Linked DNA regions of Mus musculus: regions 1, 2, 3, 4, 5 and 6 are each linked to region 7. Evidence: chromatin contacts called from public HiChIP or PLAC-seq and promoter capture Hi-C data. All regions are on one chromosome and are shown on one strand. Each heading gives the region's core, a stretch centred on a gene start, on an enhancer-like site or on the middle of the called end of the contact. The rest is flanking DNA. Distances are from core to core; before and after follow the strand shown. Region 1 holds the start of Ubr1 (ubiquitin protein ligase E3 component n-recognin 1). Region 2 holds the start of Vps39 (VPS39 HOPS complex subunit). Region 3 holds the start of Tmem87a (transmembrane protein 87A). Region 4 holds the start of Zfp106 (zinc finger protein 106). Region 5 holds the start of Ehd4 (EH-domain containing 4). Region 6 holds the start of Ccndbp1 (cyclin D-type binding-protein 1). Region 7 holds the start of Eif3j1 (eukaryotic translation initiation factor 3, subunit J1).

What was found. Promoter capture Hi-C pulls out the DNA fragments that hold promoters and counts their contacts. HiChIP or PLAC-seq counts read pairs in DNA pulled down with a chosen protein or histone mark.
Region 1: a promoter capture Hi-C map of hippocampal neurons shows a contact between it and region 7, with 2.2 times the contacts expected there. The contact joins the promoter of Ubr1 here to the promoter of Eif3j1 in region 7. A contact is called at or near these places in 3 of 39 promoter capture datasets (hippocampal neurons, liver and pre-B cells) and 1 of 115 datasets of contacts at active chromatin or transcription factors (astrocytes).
Region 2: a contact with region 7 is called in a promoter capture Hi-C map of liver, with 4 times the contacts expected there. The contact joins the promoter of Vps39 here to the promoter of Eif3j1 in region 7. A contact is called at or near these places in 3 of 39 promoter capture datasets (liver, neutrophils and pre-B cells) and 1 of 9 other capture datasets (liver).
Region 3: a contact with region 7 is called in a promoter capture Hi-C map of neutrophils, with 6 times the contacts expected there. The contact joins the promoter of Tmem87a here to the promoter of Eif3j1 in region 7. A contact is called at or near these places in 4 of 39 promoter capture datasets (liver, neutrophils and pre-B cells).
Region 4: a contact with region 7 is called in a promoter capture Hi-C map of liver, with 3 times the contacts expected there. The contact joins the promoter of Zfp106 here to the promoter of Eif3j1 in region 7. A contact is called at or near these places in 3 of 39 promoter capture datasets (liver and pre-B cells).
Region 5: an H3K27ac HiChIP or PLAC-seq map of thymic regulatory T cells shows a contact between it and region 7, with 8 times the contacts expected there. The contact joins the promoter of Ehd4 here to the promoter of Eif3j1 in region 7. A contact is called at or near these places in 1 of 39 promoter capture datasets (erythroid cells) and 1 of 115 datasets of contacts at active chromatin or transcription factors (thymic regulatory T cells).
Region 6: a promoter capture Hi-C map of liver shows a contact between it and region 7, with 2.2 times the contacts expected there. The contact joins the promoter of Ccndbp1 here to the promoter of Eif3j1 in region 7. A contact is called at or near these places in 2 of 39 promoter capture datasets (liver and pre-B cells).

What each region holds. Positions count from the first base shown.
Region 1 is chr2:120,968,872-120,972,450 of GRCm38.p6, forward strand. It overlaps Ubr1 (ubiquitin protein ligase E3 component n-recognin 1), which reads right to left and starts at 1,844. Exons shown (of 47, transcript NM_009461.2): 1 at 1,651-1,844. The coding sequence starts at 1,731.
Region 2 is chr2:120,351,527-120,355,378 of GRCm38.p6, forward strand. Vps39 (VPS39 HOPS complex subunit) reads right to left here and starts at 1,611. Exons shown (of 25, transcript NM_178851.4): 1 at 1,389-1,611. The coding sequence starts at 1,461. It overlaps Tmem87a (transmembrane protein 87A), which reads right to left. Exons shown (of 20, transcript NM_001110496.1): 20 at 3,783-3,852.
Region 3 is chr2:120,402,045-120,406,012 of GRCm38.p6, forward strand. It overlaps Tmem87a (transmembrane protein 87A), which reads right to left and starts at 2,072. Exons shown (of 20, transcript NM_001110496.1): 1 at 1,861-2,072; 2 at 666-726. The coding sequence starts at 2,016. Ganc (glucosidase, alpha; neutral C) reads left to right here and starts at 1,852. Exons shown (of 24, transcript NM_172672.2): 1 at 1,852-3,015. The coding sequence starts at 2,987.
Region 4 is chr2:120,562,042-120,565,623 of GRCm38.p6, forward strand. It overlaps Zfp106 (zinc finger protein 106), which reads right to left and starts at 1,818. Exons shown (of 22, transcript NM_011743.3): 1 at 1,646-1,818.
Region 5 is chr2:120,152,941-120,156,856 of GRCm38.p6, forward strand. It overlaps Ehd4 (EH-domain containing 4), which reads right to left and starts at 1,635. Exons shown (of 6, transcript NM_133838.4): 1 at 1,300-1,635. The coding sequence starts at 1,535.
Region 6 is chr2:121,006,998-121,010,915 of GRCm38.p6, forward strand. It overlaps Ccndbp1 (cyclin D-type binding-protein 1), which reads left to right and starts at 1,411. Exons shown (of 11, transcript NM_010761.2): 1 at 1,411-1,612; 2 at 1,721-1,780; 3 at 2,046-2,125; 4 at 2,830-2,911. The coding sequence starts at 1,513. It overlaps Tmem62 (transmembrane protein 62), which reads left to right. Exons shown (of 14, transcript NM_175285.3): 14 at 1-846. The coding sequence ends at 148.
Region 7 is chr2:122,026,233-122,029,899 of GRCm38.p6, forward strand. Eif3j1 (eukaryotic translation initiation factor 3, subunit J1) reads left to right here and starts at 2,348. Exons shown (of 8, transcript NM_144545.4): 1 at 2,348-2,492; 2 at 2,576-2,679. The coding sequence starts at 2,441.

The DNA.
Region 1 (3,579 bases), core at 594-3,093, 1.1 Mb before region 7:
TGCTTCTCTGTAAAGTTTAAAAAGCCTTGCCCAAAGAAATATATTATTCTTTGAAGACATGTTTGTTACAGATTCCTGCTCAATTTCTATACCATTTTTCCAATTCCAAAGTAATGGATGTTTTATGGTTTTATTAATGGGGTTTTACAGTGCTAGTGGGAAAGAATTAACATAGCAACGATTTAAATAAACATTACTCATCTTTGGCAATAGGAAACTACAACTATTCTGACTATAACGCACTAGATTACAAACAAACAAAAAAAGCACATGATTCTATCTATGAATCTTTTTTTCTATTTTTGTTTTTAGATGGAGTTTCACAGTCTAGTCCGGGGTTTGCCTGGAACTCCTGAAAGTAAATGATCTCTCTATCTTAACCTATAGCTCAGAAGAAGAGCCCTTGCCTAGCATGCATAAGGCCTGGAGTTTTCTCCCTAGCACTAAAAAAACCAAAACCAAAACCAACCAAACAAACAAACAAACAAACAAACCAGTTTATCTACTTGGAAACATTTTCTAGCTGTTTTCATCTAAGCTACATTACCAGTGGTGAAGTGAGTTTCAACTGCTTTTTGGGATGGAGGAGGAAGACTGCCAAGTGCTGATCTAGTGCATATAGTCTTATTCCAACTCTGTCCCTGATGGTTTTTTATCTTACAGACATTCTCTCTAGTCTCCGTGGTTGACTTATTTCTGAGTCATTCTCTTGTCTCATAAAATAATGTTCTAGAGTCTGCTGGGGTAAAGTAAGCCAAGAATGAGTTTATTAAAACTACAAACAACTTCACTAACAGGTATGTGTATATACAATGGGTTTGCGTGGGTGCGGGTATGTTTCCCACACTTTTCCATATGCAGCTATAGACAAACTGATAAAACATGTTGTGATCAATAGTGAGTACTTCCTAAGGACCTCCCTCCCTTCTAGTTATCTGAAGGGACCACATCAGAACATTTGTGAACATTACCCCACCTTTCAGCCTACTCTGTTCGTATTCTCCACGCAGCCAGACTGTTGACTCAATTTTATTCTACCTCTCCTTTCTCAGCCCTTCAAAAATCTAATAGCCAAGTATAGATTCCAGTATTCTCTCGTTTGAAATGTCCCTTCTCATATATAAAAGGCATGACAAATGACAAATTTCCCTCACTGGGGGCCAGATCGAAGGTTCTCAAGACGCTGCAATAATGGATATCTGGCCATGCCTTGCCAGCCGCAACACTCACTGCCACTATCAAGTCCACCCGACAATGCTATATCACACCAGGTGCTGGTCCGGGTCCCGATGCCTATCAACAAGAGGGGTCAGCAATGCGTCTACCGAAAAATGGCCTTCTCCAACCTCATCTCAGCTCCTACATCAAACCCACCTAAATGTGCACGAGTTCTTTCTACTTCAAAATAGAGACATGCGTGTCTGAGCACGTTGAGACTTAATAGATGACAGTCATTAAACTCCGTAGACCTGGCTGGCAGGAATGTGTGTAGGAGACGACTAACTTTATCGGGGGAGGGAGGGTCGATCCTTCAATCCTAGGACTCCCCTTCCCCAGTGCCGCCATAGAAAGCGGAGCCCCAAACCCTCCCAGGCGCGGTGGGAAGCTGTTGGTGGAGAGGACAAAAGGCGCTAGCAGATGAAGACTCACCGATGCCGGCCGCTGCGGGGCCAGGGGAGGCTCCGGGCTGACGTCCATCCTCTCGGCGCCGTCCATCTCTTCGTCCGCCATCTTAAGGGAAACGAACGCCCGCAGTTCCCGACCCCCGGCCGCCAGCTAGCGGAAACCTGTGGCCGGCCCGACGCGACAGGGACGACACTTTTACGACGGCCCCTGAAGTCAGGTTTGTCGCAGCACCCGGAGCGGCTTCCGGTCGGCTTCCCGGAAGCAGGCTGCCGACCTGCCAAGCCGGAGGTTTCCGCCCCTGATGGTTAGTTAGCCCTGCTCCACCAGGGCTGATCCCCGAGGGAAGACCTCACAGCTTTGTCGCCATCCCTTAACCCCGGGGCAGGGGTGGTGAGATGACAAAACCGAGAAACCTAGTCCATCCGTCGGTAAGGGAAGACAAACTGAATACATCCCCGTTATGGAATACCCCATGAAAAGAACAAGGTAGATGTACGGAAACATCGAGGGGAAACTGTTGCCACAGACTACAAATTCCTGCATTTGTGCATCTATGCATAGTGCGAAGGAATAGCTCTGAACCAAGAGAAAACACCCAAGGCCAAGACCAGGGTTGGAGGACAAAGGTGATAAAGAGCTAATTTAGTGTCCTCTGTTTTTGTTTTTGTTTTTTGTTTAGTTTGGTTTAGTTTTTACGAAACGAATAATAGCCTCCAATACCACGCATTCCTCCTACCTCTGCATTCCAAGTGACAGATGTCAGCCACCTGGTCCCTTTTTAAATTTATATATATACTTTAGCGACTTGTGTCTGTGTCTCTCTCTCTCTCTCTCTGTGTGTGTGTGTGTGTGTGTGTGTGTGTGTGTGTGTGTGTGTGGATCATGTTTAGAGATCAAAGGACAATTTGAGGGGATTGGTTTTCTACCATCTCACCTGCCATGGAAGTGGGTTTTGTTTTGTTTTTGTTTTTGTTTTGTTTTGTTTTTTTGTTTTTGTTTTTGAGACAGGGTTTCTCTGTATAGTCCTGGCTGTCCTGGAACTCACTTTGTAGACCAGGCTGGCCTCGAACTCAGAAATCCGCCTGCCTCTGCCTCCCAAGTGCTGGGGTTAAAAAGGTGTGCGCCACCACCACCTGGCTTTTTTTTTTTTTTAGATCTGTAAGGTCAAATTTTCTTCACATACACCAACCAAAGCAACACATGACTGACTATAGATAGAGGCAGAACTAAAACACACCTACCCTTCTATTAAATTGGAACTTAAGAAATTTGGAAATTCTCACATTTTGGATAACATTTGTTTACCGAGTTAATTTTCATTTTAAATGCTGTTTATGCCTGGTGTAATGGCACCCACCTTTAAGCACTCCAGAACCAGAGGCAGGTGGATCTCTGAATTCAAGGCTAGCCTAGTCTACTCCAGAGCTATGTGGTGAGACCCCATCTCAAAAAGAGAAAAAGAAAGGAAAAATGTTTAAGATGTTATATTGTTTACATGCCTGTAAGCCGGCATGGGTGACTTACAGCTGTAACGTCAGCTAGCATTTGAGAATATGAGGGTTCTTCCAAGTTGGAGGCAGCAGAACTATATAGTTCCAGATCAGTCTAGCTGCCGGTGAGGTCCTGTCCCAAAACAACAAAAAGCAGAACATGTTGGGTTACATGAAGCCCTGCATAGAAACTTTTAAGCTAGTTAAAAGTTTTCTCCATCTTAAATTGTTATTAGTAAATATTGATAGGAACCATTTGTACAAAAGATTCTTGGGGAGGGGCAATAATTTTAAGGAGTTTAAAGTGATCCTGAGAAAATAAAGTTTGAGAAACGCTGTTGTTGTTTTGTTCTTTCTATCTTGAGAAGACACATTGTTGGGTGAAAAATCAAGTGACTGTTTTTTGAGGGGAGAGCATGAGGCATAAGGCTGAGCTTGTGACTCATTGTAAAGGGCTTATCAC
Region 2 (3,852 bases), core at 361-2,860, 1.7 Mb before region 7:
CAATGTGGAGTCAATGAGTCTCTCTCAGAGGAGCAGTCAATGACTGTGACACGCTAAGGCAAGTGTGTGGCAGGCAGTTGCACTCATCTTGCTTGGATGTTCTGCCTTAGACTGAACTGAATACCTGCCCTACGTGTTGAAATAGGTAGCACACACTTCTGGTATCATCTATCTGGTGTCATAACCTGTCCTCATGCTTTTGACCCCCAAAGTGTTCTGGGTACACAGATACTATTTCTCATTCATCCTTGTATTCCTGTCCATAGTAGAGAGAACGGTACAGGTGGGTATCCAGAACATATTTAATGAAACAAAAGAGAAATGAACCCCTCCATGTATTATTCTCTATTGAGAGCACTTTCCTCCAGGAAATGAGGTTTTCTTGAGATGGCTGTAGGAAATTGGGTTCTATTCTCTCCCTAATTCAAAGGACTACATCAGTTTACATTGGAGGTACTATTTTACAGAGGCTAGGGGCTGCTCAAAGAAGAGCACAGGGAAAAAAAAAAAAAAAAGATGTGAATCCCTCTAAGGAGGCCACAAAGAACCTGCAAGGATGCCTGGGAAGCGCTAGCAACAGATGCTCGGCACACTGGTCACCATCAACATTTCCTTGTGGTCCATCGTGGTGCCTTCCTTAGGGTAAACTCTACGTACAGATTCTGAACTTTACCTTTGTATGGGCCCTTGATGTTTCTTGATATTTAGGGCATGGACATTAACAGAAAAGACTGAATTATTTTTACGTAGCCTGTTATGGGTAATAACGATGCATAGAAAAGCACTCGATGTAGCCTGAGAGCCAAGATTTACGTTCTTGAACTCCAGAAAACATGAAGGATGCTGACCTTGCTTTCTGCATTGGTCAATCCCAAGAAAAAGTATACAAGGTCGCATGGGTCAGGTTTCACAGCAATCTGTTATGATGCTCTTCCACTTCAGTCAGGTAACTTGGGCACCTCACGACATAAGGTAGTTATATGAGCTAACTACTAAAAGGAAAAATAAACTAAGTGAACACTAAATGCTCTGAAGCATACGGTGCTAACATTGTCTGTCACCTAGAACACACCGCAATCATTTAACAAGGTGAAGCACCTGGCAGGCTTTGCCCTTTTCACTCAAGACTTCTTGGGAACCGAAATGGGCCCCAACAGAGCACATTAATAATGTGAGCTCAGCCTCCAACTGCATAGCGCACAAGAGAGAGCGCGGAGCGTCCACAAATGGACTGTCCTTAGCAATCACGCAAGCCGCCCGGGGTCCAGTCACGTCCGCCCTCTCTGACAGCCTGCGTCCGCAGCCCACCCACAGGGTCAGACGCCTTGCCTCTCTATAGCTCGGCGTGAGGGGCCGCTGCCTCCCTGACCCGAGGCCCCGCGGCTCACCCCAGGCAGCCAGGCAGTCGATCTGCAGGGGAAGCTTTTCCAGGATCGGCACCGGCTCGAAAGCGTCATGCATGGCTGCGGGAGCTTCACCGCCACTGTCCCGCCCCTGCTGCTGGGAGGAGCCTGCCGTCCGAAAACAGGGAAGACTCGTATTCCACCAGGGACCCCTGCTACAGGGCCTTCAGCAACAACTCCATCCTCGCCGCCGGACTTCCTGTTGCCTTAAGCCCGCCCCTTCCGCAGCAGAAGCTCCGCCCCCAACCCGAGTTCACATCCATACCAGCTGCTCAGAGTCCCTTGGTGTTTGTGGTGGTAGAAGAGAAACTGATCTTTTTTTTTTTTTTTTTAAAGATTTATTTATTTGTTTTATTTATATGAGTACACTATAGCTGTCTTTAGACACACCAGAAGAGGGCATCAGACCCCATTACAGATGGTTGTGAGCCACCATGTGGTTGCTGGGAATTGAACTCAGGACCTTTGGAAGTGCAGTCAGTGCTCTTAACCACTGAACCATCTCGCCAGCCCGAGAAACTGATTTTAGGCAGTCAACTTAGTGAAGACCTCGCGATAAAGAGGAATTTAGCTCACTGGGCTGCGTGTCAGGAGAGATGGCAGCCTGACATCCCAGGACGCAGGAGGTTCAGAGTTATCTTCAGTACGTATCAAGTTTGAAGCCAGCCTAGGATACATGAGGCCCTGTCTCAAAAACCAGCCCTCCCAACCACGGAGGAAAAAGGAACTTCTGCCTTGGCGTCAGTCTTGGGTTGGAGATATACCACTTAGGAAATTTGGCTTTTCTTTTTCTTTGGAAATAGATTGTTGCAGGCCTTACTTTCATACTCTGCAAAACCTTCTTCAAAATAAGATTGCTTAGAATCGTGAACATCTGTCAAGTCTGACACACTCTAGCCAGTCAATAGATTGCTTCAGTACCATCATTACATTTCAGCTAATTCTTAGTTGTACCTTAGGTTTACATTGTTAAAGCTGTAGACCAGTGATTCTCTCCTAGTGCCTAGTCAAGCAAGTTTTGAAAAATTCAGGCTCAGACCTCATTCCAACTTTACTCAAACTTTGGAGAGTAGTATGAACTCAAGTAAGTTCATACACTTGAACAGGAAAGCCATTATAGGCTAATGTTCCTTAGCCCGGGCATAATCCCCTAGGGATTGCATACGGGACTGTTATGTGTGCACTGGAGGATGTTGGGAAGCAACCTCAGAATCTACCTGCAAGAGATGTTAGAGAAGCCCGCCCAAAGGTCAGATACATTAATGAAGATGCAATCTGGTAAGCACTTCTGGCGAGCCACTGTTACTGACCAATGTTTCAGGTCAGAGGTCAGATAGATGTCTTCCTCAGCTGTTTTCCACATTATGAGAAATGGCCTGTGTTTTTGTTTGCTCGTTTCTGAGACATATCCACCCCTTTTACAACTAGCCAGCCTAGCTCACTGGCAAGCCAGTAAGCTCCAGGGACCCACCTGTCTCTAGTCTCAGTGTTAAGGGCACTAGCTTTGTCACATGGATGACACGGATCCAAACGAACCCGGATCCTCATGCTGTGTGGCAAACACTTTACAGAGTCATTGTCCTGGCCTCCAGGCCACTGCACCTGGAGACATTACTAAAACATCCGTTTGATTCAATCAATCCAGAATGGGATCAACTGATCAAATGTTTCAGGCCACTGCACCTGGAGACATTACTAAAACATCCGTTTGACTCAATCAATCCAGAATGGGATCAACTGATCAAATGTTTCTTATAAGACTTGCCTTGGTCATGGTGTCTGTTCACAACAGTAAAACCTTAAGACAATACCTTATTTCCTATTATTGTTCTTTAAGGGTTCTACCTAAGGTAGATTTCAAAAAGCCACCACAGCAAAAAGCTGTAGAGAAATGTTCCCTAAATGCTATTAACATTTTACTATGATGTGCTGGTTAGCTTTTTGTCAACATGATATAAGCTAGAGTTACTTAGGAAATTCAGTTAAAAGGAATGTCTCCATCAGATTAGCCTGTAGGCAATTCTGTGGGGGCATTTTCTTGATTAATAATTGATATGGGAAAGCCCAGCCTACTGGCACTCCTGGGAAGGTTGCTCTGGGTTGTATTTTAAAAAATAAATAAATAAAAATAAAATGGGCTGGAGAGATGGCTCAGAGGTTAAGAGCACTGACTGCTCTTCCAGAGGTCCTGAGTTCAGTTCCCAGCAACCACATGGTGGCTCACAGCCATCTATAATGAGATCTGGTGCCCTCCTCTGGTGTGTCATATGTTTCAACAGAAAATAAGATAATCTGTAGTAAAAGTCATGGAAAGAAAGTCTCTACTAGGGTCTGAAAGAAGGGTGTGAAGGGAAAATTTGAAATAAATGAGAGAGACACTAGTTTTGTTAAAATTTTTATATTAAAAAGTGGCATGAACTTTTCATGTAGAACAAAAATTTAGGGAAGG
Region 3 (3,968 bases), core at 822-3,321, 1.6 Mb before region 7:
TGATTAAAAATATAATTTATGTACATAAATATACATACACACTGTATAACATACAGCCAATATGAATTCAATAAAGTATACATTAAGTATGTAATACAAATATATAATATAAGCTACATATAATAGTGTATCTATACATAACAGCAAACTGAAAAACAATAAGACAATAAAAATTCATATAAGTACTCAGAATATTGCTCACAGATAGGACTTATAAATTAAATATTTTTATCTAAACAGTGCCAGGTTATTAAAGTTCTGGACTTAAAAATACATTAAGGGGCTAGGGAGATGGCTTTGTTGGTAAGATGCCTGCCTGTCACAGCAAGCATCAGCACCTGAGTTCAGATTCCTAGCATCCATGTAAAAATCCATGCCTGTAATTCCAGTGCCAAAGAAGCGGGCAAGAAGATCCCTGAGGCTGGCTGGTCAGCCAGTCTAGCCAAACCTCAAGCTCCAAGTTCAAGGAGAGAGTCCTTGTCTCAAAAAACAGGGCTGACAGCAACTGAGGAAGACACAAGTAACTGACCTCTGACCTTCACACACATGCATACATGTTCCTACATGCACACAAATGCGCGCGCGCACACAGAAGCAAACTAGGGTAGAGAATAATTTTCTAAGTTTAAAAGATCCGAATAACTCAATGAAGTTTAGAAACTCACATTTCAGTAAGATGGTAGTATTTCTGAAAAGAATCTTTCCAAAATTAAAATAACCTTTCCCCTGAAAAGATAAAGGGAAGATAATTAACATCAGGGCATTTCGATTTTCAAGGCAGAATATGAATACCTACATTTATAAAATATTCAAAATTTTCTTAATCAAAAAGACAGTAACAACATTTTCTTTAGTGAAAGTCAGTCATATCCTAACTATTGGCTCTTGCCGCTCCCTACAGGCCACAGAGCAGGGACTCTTGAGTGGGAGGCTGCTACAAATTTCAACCTAACTTCAAAGTGGCTTGAGCTGGACAGTTCCTTTTTTACTCACGAATCATCCCTCAGAACAACCGACTTTTGAATAAACTTTCAGCAGTTTTACTTTTACATGTAAAAGGACTTAACTATTAATCATTTCAGTAACAAACAGAAAACTACAACTCAAAGCCCAAAACCCTTTACCAACATGAATACAACCTGTAATATTTGCCATATAAATGTACAGTGAACAGGACAAAAAAAAAAAAAAGGCAAAAAGGTCAACGAAATGGCTAATGGTTTTTAAAGCAGTTCTCACCAAAATCTGGTTTTTCTGGTTCAAAGTACTGTACTAAGTCAAACGAGATTCTAAAATGGGTCGACTTATCAGTTAACTATCCAAACAAAAGACTATCCTTACTACACAACATTTTAGAATTGTTTCGTTTTGGCTATTCCCATGTTAAAATGCATTTTTGAATCTCCAAGTCCCCTAATCACAAAAGACGTTTCCAAGTTTAAACCAAATCAAAACCCTTCATCCGTAGGACTATTTTTACAAACACACACACACGAGTTAAAAATAAAGACTTCTATTCACATCTCCCTTTCATCCAGCCCTAGTACTGGATTTTGTAACATTCTAGCTGAAAGAGAAACTACTATCTCTCCCTGTGTATTAAGTTTCTCTCCTGTTCCATGCTTAAAGTTCTGTTACTTTCCCGGTAAGAACACGCTTGGCCCCTGACACTCCTCGCCTACAGCAAATAGCTCAGCTCTCAGCTCAGGGCAGGTGGGATCCCGTCGGCAGCTACACGGACGCTCTGGGTATTCCACTCACTTTGGGAACCCGACTTTCCAGAAATCTTCCTGGACCCCTTGGGCCACCGTAGCCCCACCTCTTACCCCCTTCAGGCTCAGTAGCGACCCCAACACTCACCGACGGCATCGGAATGTGCCACTTCGATCTATCTGCAGCAAACACGGGTGCCGGACCTGCACCAAGAAACGATAATGGGAACGGCTGCGCCCCTAAAAGAAGAAAAATAACAGGAGACACCTGAAGCCACGCAGCCACCGCCATCTTCACAGCCATGAAGCGCCTACCCAAAGTATTGAGCCTTCTTCCGGCTAGGTAGTTCCGCCTTCTTCCGGCTCGTCCCACCCTCTTCCGGCGCTACTTTGTGGGCGGGATTATCCGGGTCCTTGAAACTGTGCTTCTTCCCACAGACGCTCAGAGCGCCCCAGAAACTTTGAGTCTACTGCGCAGGCGTCCTCCTGTTTCCCTGCGATCGTGGCCTGGAGGTGAACTAGCAGAGTTTTGAGGTCTAGTGCTTCCCTCTGTTCTTCCAGCCCTTAAAGGAACTCAGTGCAGCGGCCAAGGCTTTGCTTTTCCTGCTTCTTCCCGCCCCTCATCCTTTCCAAGTCAAGGTCAGGCGCAGGCCAGACGTCTGTAGAAGCGCGCACACTGGATGCATGATTGACATCAAGTACTGAGTTCTCTGGCTGTCGAGCTGTGGCAACAGAGCCTGGAATGTGACGGGGCTGAAGTAGAAACGATTCATTAGCTCCAAAGTCCCTTTTGACCCTGAAAGACTGTGGGGCAGCTGCAGCATAGTTTGACAGGCGACATCAGCGTCCAGCAGTGATCCAGACTGTACTCCCCATTCGAAACTAAAAGTGAGGAGAGATCAGGTCAGCTTTCGGTATTGTAGAGTGACAGCCACTAAGACTGACCCTTATTGGTGGTGCTTCCTGTTTCTCACACTCTTAGATTTTAACCTCTAGGGCAGCGAGCACATCTCCGCCAATAAAAGCAAAGTTCATCAGCCACTCTCAACCTAGAAATATTTACCAAGTACTTTATCCCTGTAAAGACGCTGGTTTACGCTTGAGATAATACCAGATGAAAAAAAATTAAGATTGGCTTCTGCCCGAAGGGGACTCTTGACTGTGATGAAGTACGGGTTATAATTTAGCAAGCCTGCTTGTCACCGTTTTTTTAAAGATCGCCTGAGACTGTGGCCTGAGAGTTAGGAGTCAGGCAGAGTTAACATCCTTGTGCCATGGAAGCAGCTGAGAAAGAGGAAATCAGGTAAAGGGCAATTGCTCCCCCCAAGAACGGACTCCAAAAACAACCTTCTAGCTTTGATGGCTTCACTTAGGTTTTAAAGCACTTCCTTGAATGCTTGCTATTTGCTTCATCGTTCTTTATTGGTTCTGCGGGGATTTGGGTAATGTTAATAGCTAACCTCTCATAAAGTACTTTCAGGAGGATTAGATAAGTTTAACAGTGGAAAGGTTGCCTTCCAAACTCTTAAATGGATTTTTGAGCGGGCTGCCCCTCCCCAAGGCTCATTCAACTGGAAACGGAAGACAGCAAGGTCTCCTCATGTTTGCACACTGGATTAAAATAAACGGTGCCAAACCAGAGTTTAATGAGGGTATTTCTTTCTTTTTTTTCTTATTCTTTTTTTTTCTTTTTTCACTATAAAAGTTTCTTGGCATGACTAGGTGTGTTTTATCTCTCCCGACCTGTTTTTATAGTTTAGCTTCTTTCAAAATCATGAACTCACTAACTGCAGGTGCAGAAAGCCACACCTCTTCACCAAAGCGAGTGCTCCTCACCCTCCAACCCCCTTATAGCTTATAGTTGTTTTAACCAGAGAAAGGCTAGTCAAAATACATATAAATAGTAGTAATGTATATCTTCTTACATTTTATTCCAGATACAGTTCTGGAAACTTGATGTTAAAGAATATTAACCTATAGATTGTTGGAATCCTCTTAGCAGTTTTTCCTTCTTCTGTATTTGTTTCTATTCTGACTCTGGCACCTGCACATATCTTTTTTTAAAAGGATTCGGAGCCTTATCTTGCAGTTGTATGTTAGACTTTAATAGAACATTTAGGTACACTGTGTCTTCAGGTCTAAACTCTCTGGAAGTATATGTCCTGAAAATATTTTGCTCTTTAAATAGGAGAGTAAGTTGCTTGTTTGGCTTGGTTGAGAGTTCAGGTTTTGGTGTTGTGGCTATTATCTTAAAAG
Region 4 (3,582 bases), core at 568-3,067, 1.5 Mb before region 7:
TTTAAAACACCTTCCTTGTGTCAAAGCCACTGGTTCTGCACCAGACTGATGAAATCCCTTCACACCTTTTCTTTCCTGACTGTTGAAGCTCTCTTCAAAAATCCATCTTGACCCTCTCTCCAGTTAAAATCTACGATGGGCTGTACGAAATTCCAGCACTGTGATTGAACTCAGGATCAAGTTTGAGGCCAGTCTGGGCTACATAAGCCAGATTCTCTCCAAAACTATGAATCAAAATAAACTCTACTATTTTCTGTATCTAGTAGTTCAGTCCGATCTCGAAGGAGTGCTTAGAATGTCTAATTTGGGGCTAGAGAGAGGCTTAGTGGTTAAGATCACCGACTGCTCTTCCGAAGGTCCTGAGTTCAAATCCCAGCAACCACATGGTGGCTCACAACCATCCGGAATGAGATCTGACGCCCTCTTCTGGTGCATCTGAGGACAGCTACTGTGTACTTAGATATAATAACAAATAAGTCTTTAAAAAAAAAAAAAAAAAGCCGGGCATGGTGACACACGCCTTTAATCCCAGCACTTGGGAGGCAGAGGCAGGCGGATTTCTGAGTTCGAGGCCAGCCTGGTCCACAAAGTGAGTTCCAGGACAGCCAGAGCTATACAGAGAAACCCTGTCTCAAAAAACAAAAATAAAAACAAAAACAAAAAAAGAATGTCTAATTGGGTGTATCAGAAAGAGATGAGCGTAGCCATCACCGGAGATGAAGTTCACTAACTCCACAACGTGAAAACTTCAACAAATCACTCTCAGTATCTCAGTACCTCATGTAAAAAGTACTACCCAAAAACATCTACTACAACAGCTTGTTAAATTCCCAAGACACACCTGAATGTACTTATCACACGCAAAGCAGATACTAAGTAACTCGTAGATGAATCTGATCATTCATTCTTTCGTTTTTTGGCGTTACACTTTTAAGATTCCCCCCTGTAGTTTTAGAACAGGATTTGGCTCTTAATCAGTCTGTGATTGGAATCACTTTAATATAAACCGATATGGTGGCTAGAACTGTAATCTGCTTCCAAGTTGGGGTAAAAAAACACACACACACACACAACACTGAAATCTGGAACTTCCCCAAAAAGATAGTTTACGTTACTTTCAAAGATGACTATACCTAACAGACTGAAACGGGAGGCGGTGCAATAATCTCCTCTCCACACTACGCACCAAAATCGTACTAAATATTAAATGGACACATACCGTTCCACTAGTTGCTACTACATTGCTAAGACGCATCCCACAAGTAGAGTCCTCAAAAGCAGGAAAAAGAGGCGACACTGTTAGTCTCGGAAGGCTAGAGATGGCCCTGGCCTGAAACCTACAGCTTTTAAACTAAGGCTGAGATTCCTCCTAGACTAGACCCCATGCCGACAGAGGTCAGGGCCTGCCCCAAAGGTCAAAAACCTGGAGCCACGCGTCCAGTCTGGGTTGCGAACAGAATCGGATTGCCCTTGCTGGAATCTGTGCCCAGAAGCCAGACGCACCGCTCGCCAATAAACCCTAAACCCACACAGGTCAGAAGGGGCATCGTAGCGTGGTCGCATGCAGGCGCAGCTCCACCACCTGTCCAGGGGGCAGACCCTCGGGCTCCGATACGCCCAACCAGGCCGCATCCTCCTTACTCACACTCACAGCCCGACCTTCCTACGCCATCTGGCCGCCGAGGACCCGGCGAGGGAGCTCCCAGACGCCCCCTTAGCCTCCGGTCCGGCGGCGGCCCGGGACCCGCTCCCCGCCGGGCACTGACGCCGCCGCCGCCGCCGCTACTACCACCATCGCGCAAGCGCGCAGGCGCACGCAACTCAGCACGCTCCCTCTCCCCTCCCACTCCATCCGCCCTTTTCAACCATCTAGCTTTATTTGAACATAAGAAGTGAACAACGGACACCAGACAAGTGGCCTTACTCAAAAAGGATGAAGAGCCCAGATAGGTCTTTTGCACAAACCAATTGGCTGCACCTTCTTTTTCTTGGTTTGTTTGTTTGTTTGTTTGTTTTCCCCATTTTCCAAGCTCTTTCTGGACTTCCCCTACTTTCTAAGCCCTCCACCATAAGCTGTGGCAGTGTCTTGACTACATTTCAAAACTATTCCTTCCTTGTGAAACTTTGGAACAGATAGATTCCAAGTTAGGCATGGTAGCTCACCTCTGCTTCTGGAGGTTGAGAGCAGAGTGTAACGGGAGTTCAAGGCTAGGCAAAGCTGTTACATAGTTCCTGGGCTACAATGTGATACTGTTTCAACAAAGGACAGAACTCAATTTAAATCTTAGCCTAGCCAGGCAGTGATGGCGCACACCTTTAACCCCAGCACTTGGGAGGCAGAGGCAGGCAGATTTCTGAGTTCTAGGCCAGCCTGGTCTACAGAATGAGTTCCAGGACAGCCAGGGCTACACAGAGAAACCCTTTGTCGAAAAACCTAAATAAATAAATAAATACGTTAAAGCCTCAAATCAAAATAAACAGCTACCTTCATTTATGTGTAAATCCAGATTCCTTCTAAAGGTTTAGGGAATTCTTCCAATTGTGTATTTGTGACATCACAAGTCCTTAAAGCATTTAAGGTCTGCTAGGCTGCTTTTTCTACTTCCCCTTTAAGGGAGATTACATACAGAAGTGCTTTGCTCTAAGTTCAGAGACATAGTTCAAGAAATGCCAATATAAGTGAGGACCAAAATAACCATAGACCAGGATTTCACAACATTGACAGGTTTTTGTTTTTGTTTTTGCTTTGCTTTGCTTTGTTTTGTTTGTTTGTTTGTTTGTTTGTTTGTTTTTCGAGACAGGGTTTCTCTGTGTAGCCCTGGCTATCCTGGATCTCACTTTGTAGACCAGGCTGGCCTTGAACTCAGAAATCCGCCTTCCTCTGCCTCCCAAGTGCTGGGATTAAAGGCACGCGCCACCATGCCAGGCAACATTTACAGTTTGAAGCAGATAACTGTTACCAGTTGCTGTCTAGTGCATTCTAAGATAATGTTCCCCCAACTCTCTAGACCCTGCCCAGTGTCCCCCTGGAGGGCAAAAAATGTCCCTAATTGAGAACTACAGTATTACATCCATAATTATCCCAATCCTTTTTTTTTCTTTCCATTTTTTATTAGGTATTTAGCTCATTTACATTTCCAATGCTATACCAAAAGTCCCCCATACCCACCCACCCCCATTCCCCTACCCGCCCACTCCCCCTTTTTGGCCCTGGCGTTCCCCTGTTCTGGGGCATATAAAGTTTGTGTGTCCAATGGGCCTCTCTTTCCAGTGATGGCCGACTAGGCCATCTTTTGATACATATGCAATTATCCCAATCCTAACTGTATTCAGCCATATATTTTCTCTCTCCCTGCCCTCAAGAAATGATTTAAGAAAGACTAACAAAACAAACTTCTGAGTTCATTGCTACAGGCCTTAATAGTGCTTATCTCTGTCTATCACATTCTACAACACCCCAACGCTTCTCAATTTCCTTAAAGTTGCAGCCACTTTTCTAATCAGCAAAGGGTCCGTTTCTGACTTCCCAGAAAAGTTAACTTCCTGTTTCTAAACATACAGGCTTACAAATAAATTTTGTCA
Region 5 (3,916 bases), core at 385-2,884, 1.9 Mb before region 7:
TTTTTGTTTCCTAGGTTTTGTTGCTGTTCTTATTGCTGTTGTTTTGAAGACGGTCTTTTGTTGTCTAGTCAGGGTTATCCTAGATTGCGTTATGTAGCCCAGGCTGGCCTGGAAGGCAAAATAACCATGATCCAGCTTCCCCAGTCCTTGGATTACAGGCAAGCACCATCTCAACTAGCCCTTTGCATCTGTCAGTTACTGTAATATTTCTAGGTTCATTTCTGAGTTAACATATTCAACACTGTTTTCAGCTAATTTAAAAGCATTACATGAAATAATTTCAACATTATTTTCCCCCTCTCTTCGTTCACATTTCAAACTACAGTGTATTGCCTTTGTTGAGTTCATTCACAGTGTATCTACAGGCCTGGATTTAACATATTTCTTGTAGTGACAACTTTTCTATTTTTTTGGAACTCTTTAGGTCACAGGAGGGGAAAAAAAGGAGGTCATACCTAAAAGAAATGGCATGTCCCCAAGACAGATGCAGTTTTCTGAACACCTGTTGAACATCAAATGATGATGAGTGTTCTAATTCCAAAACTCAGGATCCAGATCTTAAATGTTCAGTCACTTTGCTTCGTCTGATAAGGATTTGAACGTCGATTCTTCCCAAAGATAGGGAAATAGACGCCTCATTTAAAAAGCAGTCCGTTTCATTGTAAATTATTTCTCATCGAGTCACTCTAGAGGAAGCTGTGTGGTTGGAACTGCAGGGCAAGCCGGTTATTGCTTCCGGAGACAGAGTGACCGTGACAAATATTTTCAGTTTGTCAAGGGTGAAGAAATGGAAACTAGCAAACAGTAACCTGACACTCCCCTTCAGTCCACAGGCTGGTGAGGCAGCTACACTGTAGGCTAACTTCCTATAGACCATAAAGCTGGATGATAGCAGCCCCGCCGCTGTGGCGGAACGTGGCACCTAGGGCATGGCAATACTCCTACTGTGGCATTCACTCATTCATTCATTCGTTCGTTCGTTCATTCATTCTCACTGTGCTGGAAGGTTACCTCTCCACCTAGGAGCCGCATTCCTTCATTATCACTTTCAGCACTAGGTTGCACTAATGATGAGCCTTGCCTTCTCTCCCTTTCCTGCACTCCCAGGCCAGGGTGACAGGCTCAAGGAAGGCCTTGGCAACAGCAAGGAAGGGGCTCGCAGCGCGCTGGGGGCCGGTCTCAGGGGAGGGAGCCTTGGGAAACGGGACCCGGGAAGGCGACGGGCCACCAAGCTCGGAGTGTAACCTGAGGGCAGGCCGTGCGCTAGCGGAGGGGTAGCGAGCCGACGAGGCAAATTACCTGATGAACGTGGTCTTGCCCGTGCTGTACTGGCCCACCAGCAGGATCATGGGCTTGTTTTCGAAGTCGGCGTCCTCCAGCGCTGGCGAGTGAAACTCGTGGAAGCGGTACGCCTCCTCCAGCGGCAGCACCTTGCGCTGGTACAGAGAGCGCAGGCCGCCCGTCACCGTCTGCACCGCGTCCATGCCGCCCGAGCGCTCGCGCCCGCCAGCCTGCCGCCCCATCCAGCTGAACATGCTGCCGCCCCACAACTTGCCGCCGCCGCCGCCGCACTTCAGTAAGAACCCCAGAACCCGCGTCGCTCGCTCTCTGTGCCCGACAGTAGCTCTCGCCGCCGCCCGCTCCTGGGTCCGCCCCCTGCCGCAACGACCAATCATCAGCCGCTGCGTCACGGGCGCGCGCTCATTATTCAGCAGCGATCTCAGGTCCTTCCTCATTGGGCGTTTGCCAGCGACTGGGTGGAAGCTCTAGCCAATGGAAAGGCGATCCTTGAATTATTGATGACGGCATCGGTCTAGAGGGCTGATCCCGGAGAGGGTGTAGTCCAGGCGGGGTGACACAGGCGCGTCTACCCGGGTACATCCTTCTGGCCAGGTGGCGTTGGCTTCCGGGCAAGTCTGAGCTGGCAAGAATGAACCACCGGAGGCTGTCCTCCTGGAACTCGACTCATCCCAAGTCTCCGGACGTGGATACTGGGGACAGAAAACTCAGAAAGTTGACAGACAAGTTCCTTTTCCTGGGGCAGGTTATTGCCCTGTTTACTACTGTCGAAGATACTCAGGCTCACCGATATAATTGGCAAAAATTGGAGAGAAAATGGACTTCAATCTATTTGCGCAGACACTTCTGCCTCCATTCAACTCTGGATCAATTAAAGGCCTCTTTCTGCTAGACACTAGTAGAAATAATTGACCATCACCTGTGTATCCTAAGCGAGAAATAGTGTTAGCGCATTTTCAGTGTGGCCAATGAGGCCAGCTGCATAGGAATAACCCAAGAGGCTTGTTAAAATGCAGGTCTCTAGTTCTTGATACAGACCCACCAAATAAAATGTTGAGAGATGCAGCTCAACAAATGCCTGCAGATGATTCTTGTCTGCATAAAGTTTGGAGAAAGATTGTGTGGGAATGACTTCTTGAACTTGGTGGAAATGCAGAGCTGATTCAGCAAGTAGTTGTAAAATTGCATTTTAAAGATCGTTCAGGTGTTGCCAGTGCAGCAAGGGTGGTTTTGTTGTTGGTGGTGGTGGTGGTGGGGTTTGGTTTGGTTTGGGTTTTTTATTTATTTGTTTATTTTTATTTTATTTTATTTTATTTTACTTTTATTTTGATTTTTCAAGACAGGGTTTCTCTGTGTAGCCATGGCTGTCCTGGAACTCATCTGTAGACCAGGCTGGCCTCGAACTCAGAAATCGGCCTGCCTGTGCCTGTGCCTCTGCCTCTGCCTCTCTGCCTCTCTGCCTCTCTGCCTCTCTGTCTCTCTCTGCCTCTCTGTCTTTCTCTGCCTCTCTGTCTCTCTCTGCCTCTCTGTCTCTCTCTGCCTCTCTCTCTCTGCCTCTCTCTCTCTCTCTGCCTCTCTGTCTCTCTCTGCCTCTCTCTCTCTCTGCCTCTCTCTCTCTGCCTCTCTCTCTGCCCCTCTCTCTCTCTCTCTGCCCCTCTCTCTCTGCCCCTCTCTCTCTGTCTCTCTCTCTCTCTGCCTCTCTGCTTCTCTGCCTCTCTGCCTCTCTGCCTCTCTGCCTCTCTGCCTCTCTGCCTCTGCCTCTCTGCCTCTGCCTCCCAAGTGCTGGGATTAAAGGCATGCACCGCCACTGCAGGGCATCAAGGGTGTTTATGACAGCTTTGTTCGTCACTAAAACTTGGAAACAACCAAGATGGCCTTTAGTAGGAGAATCACTAAACTATGTATATCCAGACCAAAAGCTGCTGTCTCTAGGAGGTGAACTTATTAGTGAAGTTTCTAGCTACAAGAACCAGATATATCTACATGCTAGAAACAACAATTGGACATTCAAGTAGAAAATCTGCATGCCTTGGAATAGCACCCAAACAAAGAGATGTTTAGTGCTAAATCTAAATAAAATGTACCAGATCTATATGCTGAGAATCAAAATATATTTCTAAGAGAAATGGAGACCTGAACATACTGCCCATACCTACCCTGTTCGTGGACCAGAAGACTCAACATTAAGATACAAAATTTTCCCCAATTCGTTTAATGCAATCCTCAGCAGGTTTTTGTTTTAGTCAGACTTAACAAAATGATTCTCAATTTCACATGATGGATGTGAAGTTCCCAGAATAAATACAACAATGTAAAATATAACAAAAATGGAATTCTTATATTACCTAATTTCAAGACTAATAAAGCTTTGAAAATCAAGACCCGGTGGTATTAATGCAAAAATTATCTAATGAACATAAACTAATGATATTTCAGCCACAGGCAACAAGTTTTTGTAAGTTTATCTTGACTTATGACATGTTTTAGTTTGTATGAGTACACTCCATGGTGTTTACACAATGCCTAACAATGCATTTCTCAGAACACATCATCATTACCTGTGATGAACGAATATATCGATGGAACAGAGTCCGAAAAGAGGCCTACACATACATAG
Region 6 (3,918 bases), core at 161-2,660, 1.0 Mb before region 7:
GACATATGGCTCCCTAGCCTTTACATTCTCTCCATTGAGGACCTGGTTGACATTGCTGACACCTGTGCTCATTTACCGTGTGTGGACATTGAACTCCACTGAACTTGGAATATTCATGGTGCAGTTAAAAAGTCATCTGAGCTCCTGAAGTCCATGGCTTACAGCTAGCAGCCTGGAAGAAGTCCAGCCTCCACATTTGTGGCTCAGATCTCTGCCCTGTGGCAGATGGGAAAGCCAGTATCAGTGGGTGAGCTTCAGGAAGCAGTCACTCCTTGGACATCTGAATGTTGGAAATGTTTACTACTGATTCTTGCTGTGTGGACTGCAGAAAAGTCTAACAATTGATTCTTCCTCAGGAGGCAAAGAGCCCTAATCAAGAAGATTGCCACAGTGGGGTCTCTGTGTCACTGTGTCCCTTGGTACTACTGTGTTTATTAGGGTCATCCTGTGAAAAGCATCCAGCCCGAACTTGGAGTTCAGGATGTCATTTTCTGCCTAGGGAGCCTGTGGAAACTTGTCCTGGACCTTTACTGCTCCTGAGACTTGACTTCCCAGCCTGTTTCCCCACCGATCATGGGCTTTCTGCTTCCTTAGCCAAGGTTGTTTTCAACTAATCAAATAAATGAATGAATGGTAGCCATAAACAATGGGTTGGAGAGATCAGTGGTTAAGAGCATGTACTTTACCTCCAGAAGACCCGAGTTCAATCCCTAGCAACCATGTCAGATGCTCACAACTGCCTGTAACTCTAGCTCCAGGCCAGAGCCACTGTGGGCACCTACATTCATATGTGCACAGACTTACATGTGATTAAAAAATAATAAAAGATAAGTATTAACAAAGAAATATCACAAACGGATCTGCAATGTTGATAAACATATGGGAGCCAGAAAGTGGGCCTGGTTTGGGGGCTTGGAGAAAGAGTCACCAGGGAGCTGGAGTCAGCAGTTAAGAGTGCTGGCTGCTCTTCCAAAGGTCACAGGTTCGATTCCCTTCACTCACACAGTGTAACTCCGGGTCCTGGGGATCTGATTCCCTCTCTGGCCTCTGCAGGCACTGCCACGGACATATTTACAGGGGAAAAGCTCAGTTACATAGAAGAGTGGCCAGGTCTCTAGTAGGTCAAAAGATGCCTGGCTGGGTCTTTTGAGTGGCCTAGTGTCATGGAGGGAGGGGTAGTGGGGTGTAGCCAGGGACTGGAAAAAGTCTCTAGATCTGCGGGGAGGGCAGGTGAAGGAGGCGTGGCTGGGTCTCCAGGCCGGGCCAGCGGGGAGTGGGCAGGTTTCCAGTGGGGAGGCGTGGTCTTGTTCCTGAGTGGGCGGGTCTCTGGGGGTGGGGGGAGGCGTGGACGGATGGCCGGGCTGTCTGGGAAGGCGGGGTCGCTACACTGAGAAGGAAGGGGCGGGACGCGCTGTGTGTTGCCGGAAACGAGATGAGTTTTTCAGCACCGGAAGTACTGCGGCGGGGCCAAATGGCTTAAGCGTCTTAGCTGGTTCCCAGAGAGAGCCTGCGATGGCGAGCTCGACAGCCGCAGTCCCCTTCCTTGCTCCGCCTCTGGAGCAGCTCCGGCACTTAGCAGAGGAGCTACGGTCACTTCTGCCTCGAGTACGGGGTGAGTTATGGGAATCTGCATCCCGGGCTCCGGGTAGGGATGTAGGGCATCAGGTCAGGGCTCCTCTCACCTGTCTTTTGCTTTCGGGGTGATCCGGCCTTCCTCAAGTCGGCGAAGCCCAGGAGACAGCGGAGGAATTTAATCGAGAAATGTTTTGGAGAAGACTCAGTGAGTGTCTGCCGTTGCGGGCTCTTCCCTCATCTCCCTGCATCCTAACCTTCCCTCTGCTGTCCCCTGAGATGACAATGTCTCTGGTCCTCATCCCTTCTCCCACCCATTCTCCGCACTTGAAGCAGAAATATAAAACGATTTCTGGAGTTGTTTTGGAGATGTTGATTAGGGTGGAAAAGGGACGCGTTATCTAAAAAGTCCAAGTAGTAACTTTAACCTTTTAACACTAACTTTGGCCCCCTGCCGCCTCTGACACCCCCAGATGAGGCAGCAGTGAAAGTGAACGGGGAAGCCACTGTTCTGACAACGCACTTCTCTAAACTTCCATGGCCATCTCCACAGGTGAGCTTTGCTTCCGGAGGGTTATTTTCTCCTTAAGAATCCTCCCGTTTTCTTACCCTTCACATTCAAGCCACACTTATTTCCCCCACTTAGCAAGCGAGGTTACAGTTCTTACCACATGGGATTGTTGTAAATAGCCAGGTGCATAGGGTTAGAAAGGTCTTCTAAATTTAGGCTGAAACTCAGCCAGGTTAGTTCCTCTTAACTTTCAACTTTCCTTGTTGATTTATAGCTGTTTCACATACATATTCCCCATCTGACCAATGAGTAAGCAGGTTTAGAGGCTCAGGTCAATAAATAGCAGAGGAGGAGTTAAATGTCTTTGCAGTATCTAAGCAGCACCTGTTATATAAAACCCTTTAGTGTTAAGATGTTGCTGTTGCTGCTGGTGGTACACACCTTTAATCCCGGCACTTTAAGGAGGCAGGGGCTGGCTGCTCTCTTGAGTTCAAGACCAGCCTGGTCTACAGAGCAAGTTCCAGGACAGCCAAGGCTGTCCTTCTTTTTGTAATGCTTTTTATAATTGTCAGGTGTCTACCTAATTTCTTTCTATTGTGTGGTGAGTACATTATAAGACCTGACTCATGACGAGTTTTCATAAAAGATTTAACCATGCTCTATAGATGTTTGGTCTCTTCCTTAGTAAATGAGTTGACAGCATTGATGTTAAACATTCTTTCTGAATTTGGTCCATCACCTCATAGGAAACCCAGAGGATCTGTGAGCAAGTCCGTATTGCCATCGAGGAAATAATTATAGTGTATTATTCACTTCCTAAGGACCAGGGTAAGTGACCGTACACGGTAGTGTTGTATTCATGGGCTAGGGCTTTGCTAAGGTAGTAGACTATATCCTGACATGTAAACATTATATGTTTATCTTCAGGGTAATATTATATATTTATACGTAAGTATATTATCCATGTTTGTTTCTCTTCATTTTGAGCATGTGACTTTCCTGTGAAATAAAATCGAAGATAATTTTATATGTGAGTGAGTTTTGTGACACTCCCTTATGTGAAGGTACAGATGCTATGTAACTGTGACTTTCCATCGTGTGTGTGTGTGTGTGTGTGTGTGTGTGTGTGCAGGTACACACATGGGCTCTCTCCTTCTACCGTGGGTTCCTGGGATTCAACTCAGATCATCAGGCGTGTGCAGCAAGTGCTTTTACCTGCTGAGCCATCTCAACTGGCTGTTACATTTTTTTTTTTTTATTTTATGGGTATGGGTGCTTTGTCTGCATGTGTGTCTGTGTACCACATGTATGTGGTCCCTGCTGAGGTCAGAAGAGGGTGTTGGGTCCCCTGGAACTGAAGTTACAGTGTGTGTGCTGCTGTGTGGGTTGTGGAACTTGGCCCTGGGTCCTCTGGAAGACACTAAGTTCTCTTCAGTGCTGAGCCATGTCTTCAGCCCCTCAACTGACCCTTTATAAAAAAAAATCATCTATTATTTGTGTCTGTGATGTATGAAGTTGCACGTGTTCATTCAGGTACTTATGCATGTGTATATGAGTACACATGGAGGCCAATGTCTTGTGGTTTTGGAGTTCACTGATTCCCCAGGGAGCCTCCTAGCTCTGCTCTCCCTGCACTGGCATCATGGGAACACTTGAGTGTGTCGGCCTTTCTCACGTAGGTTCTGGGAACTGAACTCAAGACATCATGGTTATGTAGCTGGCATTTTCCCAAATATGCCGTCTTTTCAGCTCCTCATTCCTCTTCTTTTTTTTTTTTTTTTTTAAATTAGGTATTTTCCTCGTTTACATTTCCAATGCTATCCCAAAAGTCCCTC
Region 7 (3,667 bases), core at 1,098-3,597:
ATCCATGGGGAGTGTGGGAAGAGCACCACAGTCAGAAATATTGACTCTAAAGCTCCTAGAAGTAGCCTCAGCAATGAAGGGAATAAGGGAGGTGGGGGTGGGGCAATCAGAGGGTAGGAGAAATGGCAGAGGGAGAAAAAGATGAAGAAAAAGAGACCAGCATATGTCTGAAGTAGGACAGCCTATGCAAGGTCTTATTGACCAGGAAAAGACGCTGAACTTTCATTTGGGGACAGGGTCACATATAACCCAGGCTGCCCTCAGACTTCCTATGGAGTTGAGTATGGCTTTCCTTTTCCATCCTCCTGCCTCCACCTCCTGAGTGTGTGGGGTTACATTGTGTGCATGTATCATTTATATGGTGCTAAGGATTGAATTTATGGCCTTGTGCATGTTGGGCAAACAGTCTGCCAACTATGTTACATCCCCAGGCTAAAAAGTTGAGGTTTTTCTAAAAACAAAGTCATTAAAGATATTTTATCTGGAAGGAAGCAATGTTATTTACTATTTATTCAGACAGGTTGGGACAGATCCTGGATGCATAAGTCTTCCTTCCTAGGGTCTTGTCTTAATTTGGATTCACGACTGGATCAACATGTATTACAATGCTTTACTCAATTTATTGATTTAAACATTAGTCACATCTAACATTCACAGCGATTAGACTGGTATTTGACTAAAAGCTAGGGGACATAGGTACCACAGTCTAGTCAAGCTGATAAATAGAATTAGCCATTCTGTTGCCTTTGACCTTAAAATAGTTTTCAGACTGGTTCCTTCCTCTCCATTGTCACTGGCTTAATTTGGGCTTGAGTTATCCTTGCAGAATTAATTCATTCGAGTTGGAAATCGCATAGCTCAGTGGTAATGCAAGGAAGGCAGAGGCTCTTGGTTTTATCCTATACTTATGTACTAGGTACTTTGTAAAATCATAAATGGATTTTTTTTTTTTTTTTTTTTGGTTTTTTGAGACAGGACTTCTCTGTGTAGCCCTGGCTGTCCTGGCACTCTGTAGACCAGGCTGGCCACCACGTGTGCCACCACGCTGGGCGGATGCTTTCTTTTATAGAGCGTCATCTCTCATTTTAATAATGCTGTCGAACAGCTGAGCGTGGTGGCGCACGCCTTTAATCCCAGCTCTCGGGAGGCAGAGGCAGGCTGATTTCTGAGTTTGAGGCCAGCTTGGTCTACTGAGTGAGTTCCAGGACAGCCAGGGCTACACAGAGAAATCCTGTCTCGAAAACAAACAAACAAACAAACAAACACAAAAAAATTGCGGTAGAACATTTCTTGAAAGACCACCTTATAAAATGTTTACTTGTAGACGAAAAATACACAAGAAACGGAAAGTACTAAGAATGGCTGATGTGTGTCTGTTTTTTTTAAAGACTTAAAACCTAAGCTCATGCCTTTAATCCCAGCACCTGGGAGCCAGCCTGGTTCACAGAGCGAGTTCCAGGACAGCCCAGGCTACAGAGAGAAACTTGTCTTAAAAACAAAGCAAAACAAAACAAAAAACTTTAAAAACAATGAATATATTGGAAAATCAGACAATATCTAAACTAGCTCCTTCCTTCTTAATGTCCTTACTGGGAAGCCCTGTGCCAAGGGGGAGAGAATTTTGCTCCTTTTAGGTTCTTTTTATCAGTTTACCTGTTAGAATGCACTCAGATGAGCACCACAAGCCTTCTCTCTACCAGAAATGCACCGGAGCACAAGTCACTTGGTTTCTCAAACTCCAGCTTCACCAGTGCCTACCGCGGGCAGAAAACTGAAACTTCCGTCGTCGTTAATGCTACCTTTTTAACATCTAACCTCATAATGCTTCTTTTTGTTGCAGCCACTGCACTGTGTCGAAATCTGTTTACATAACTATTTTGCTACTGTGTTGAGGACAAACTAGAATAAGCCTGGGACGGACCACGGAACTCCGAAATGTTTTCGCCAAAACAATCACCGTGCAGGACTTCGGGTGATCACCGGAAGGGAGAACCAGGGAGACTTGGAGTATACTTCCATCTCCGTGCCCGAATGCTAGGAGGCCACGGGATATCTGCCCTGTCCACTTCCTCCTCGCTGCTCGCCTGCTGCCGGCTCACGATCAGCCAGCACTAGAAGACCCACTCGCTAGCCGAGCACCGCCCGACTCACGCGTGCGCACTTCCTTTCTCTTCTCGCGGGGGGTGGGGGATGAGGGGGTGAGGGGTGTGGCTTGGGGGGACCAGGCTGGTCCGCGTCTCCCAGCCCAGCGTCGCCCCACCCCGCCCGCCCCGCCCCTGCCGCGCGCGTCGCCCGTGGGGCGGAGCCTCTGCCGGGCGCCCAGTCAGCCACTGTCCCAGCCTGCCCTGCGCGGGCCAACGAGAGCCAGCCCAGTGACTCACCTCTGCCGCGCTAACTCTTCGCAGCTCTTCCCATCGCACACGCTCACCCCCGGTTCGAGATGGCGGCGGCGGCGGCGGCGGCAGCGGCGGCGGGGGACTCAGACTCTTGGGGTGAGCAGAAGTTCCGGCCCAAATGCGGGCTGTGGCGGCCCCGCTCCCACGCGGGTACTAACGCGACTCGCTCTCTTCCGTAGACGCGGACACGTTCTCTATGGAGGACCCGGTGCGGAAGGTCGCGGGCGGCGGCACGGCCGGCGGGGACCGCTGGGAAGGCGAGGACGAGGACGAGGACGTGAAGGTAGGTTCGGGCCCGGGAGCCAGGCTACGCCCGTGGGCGCCGGCTGCGGGCGGGGAGATCGGGCCCCCGGGGCGCCGCCCGGGCCTGCGGGCCGTGGGTCCCGCGTGAGCTTCGGCCCGGAGGTTCCCTCGGCTGGACGGCCATGTGGGCAGCAAGGCGGCAGCTTGTCCGGCCGGACTCTGCGGAGGGTGGTGACCGCCTGGGCCCCAGCCCTTCACCGAGGGTCGGCTCTCTGGCCTGGAACCTAACTGGAGACGAGAAGTGACAGCAGCAGTCCGGTCGGCCCACGTGCTATCTTCGCAGTCCAGAACCTCTCACCGAAACTAGGCGAACAGATCGGGAACTCGGTTTCAGTGTTTGTCCCATATGGAAAGTCGTGGATCCGCTTTTCCTAGTTCGGCTCTCCCATGTGTCAGTAACTTAGGTATGATTGTGAAGGCCGGTAGCTCGTTTGAGCGATTAGATGGAGAAAATACATTGAATTTTCTAAACTAGAATTGGAGTAGTAAAACAACTTTTAGCTCTCCCTTCCCCCACCCTGTGGTAAGAAGGATGAACTGAGAGCACTGAGATAACCATCGGGTTAGTGGACAGAACTGTGAACTCTGAAAAACAGAGCTAACAGTTATTCATCTACACAGGGACAGACAGGCTTAGAAAAAAACCCCAAAGAGTTGGTGGTTGTGGTAGACCAGGGGCCAGTGGTTTGTTTGTTTTTTTTTTTTTTTGTATTGTAAATTCGAGTCCTATTCACCTTTATTGTTCTTAAAAACTCTCACGGGCTCATCTTACAGCTTTAGATATACTGTTTGGATTTTTCATTTTTACTCTGAACTTTGCTGAAGTGTATGTCTACTTTACCAGACAGCCTGAATTTGAGGAATGAAGTGATCTTTGTGTACATTGAAGTTAATAATGAAGTTAATAATAGTGCTGTTGACTGGCTACTTACGTGCTTTCTTTATCTATTGTATGTATACACTTGGGC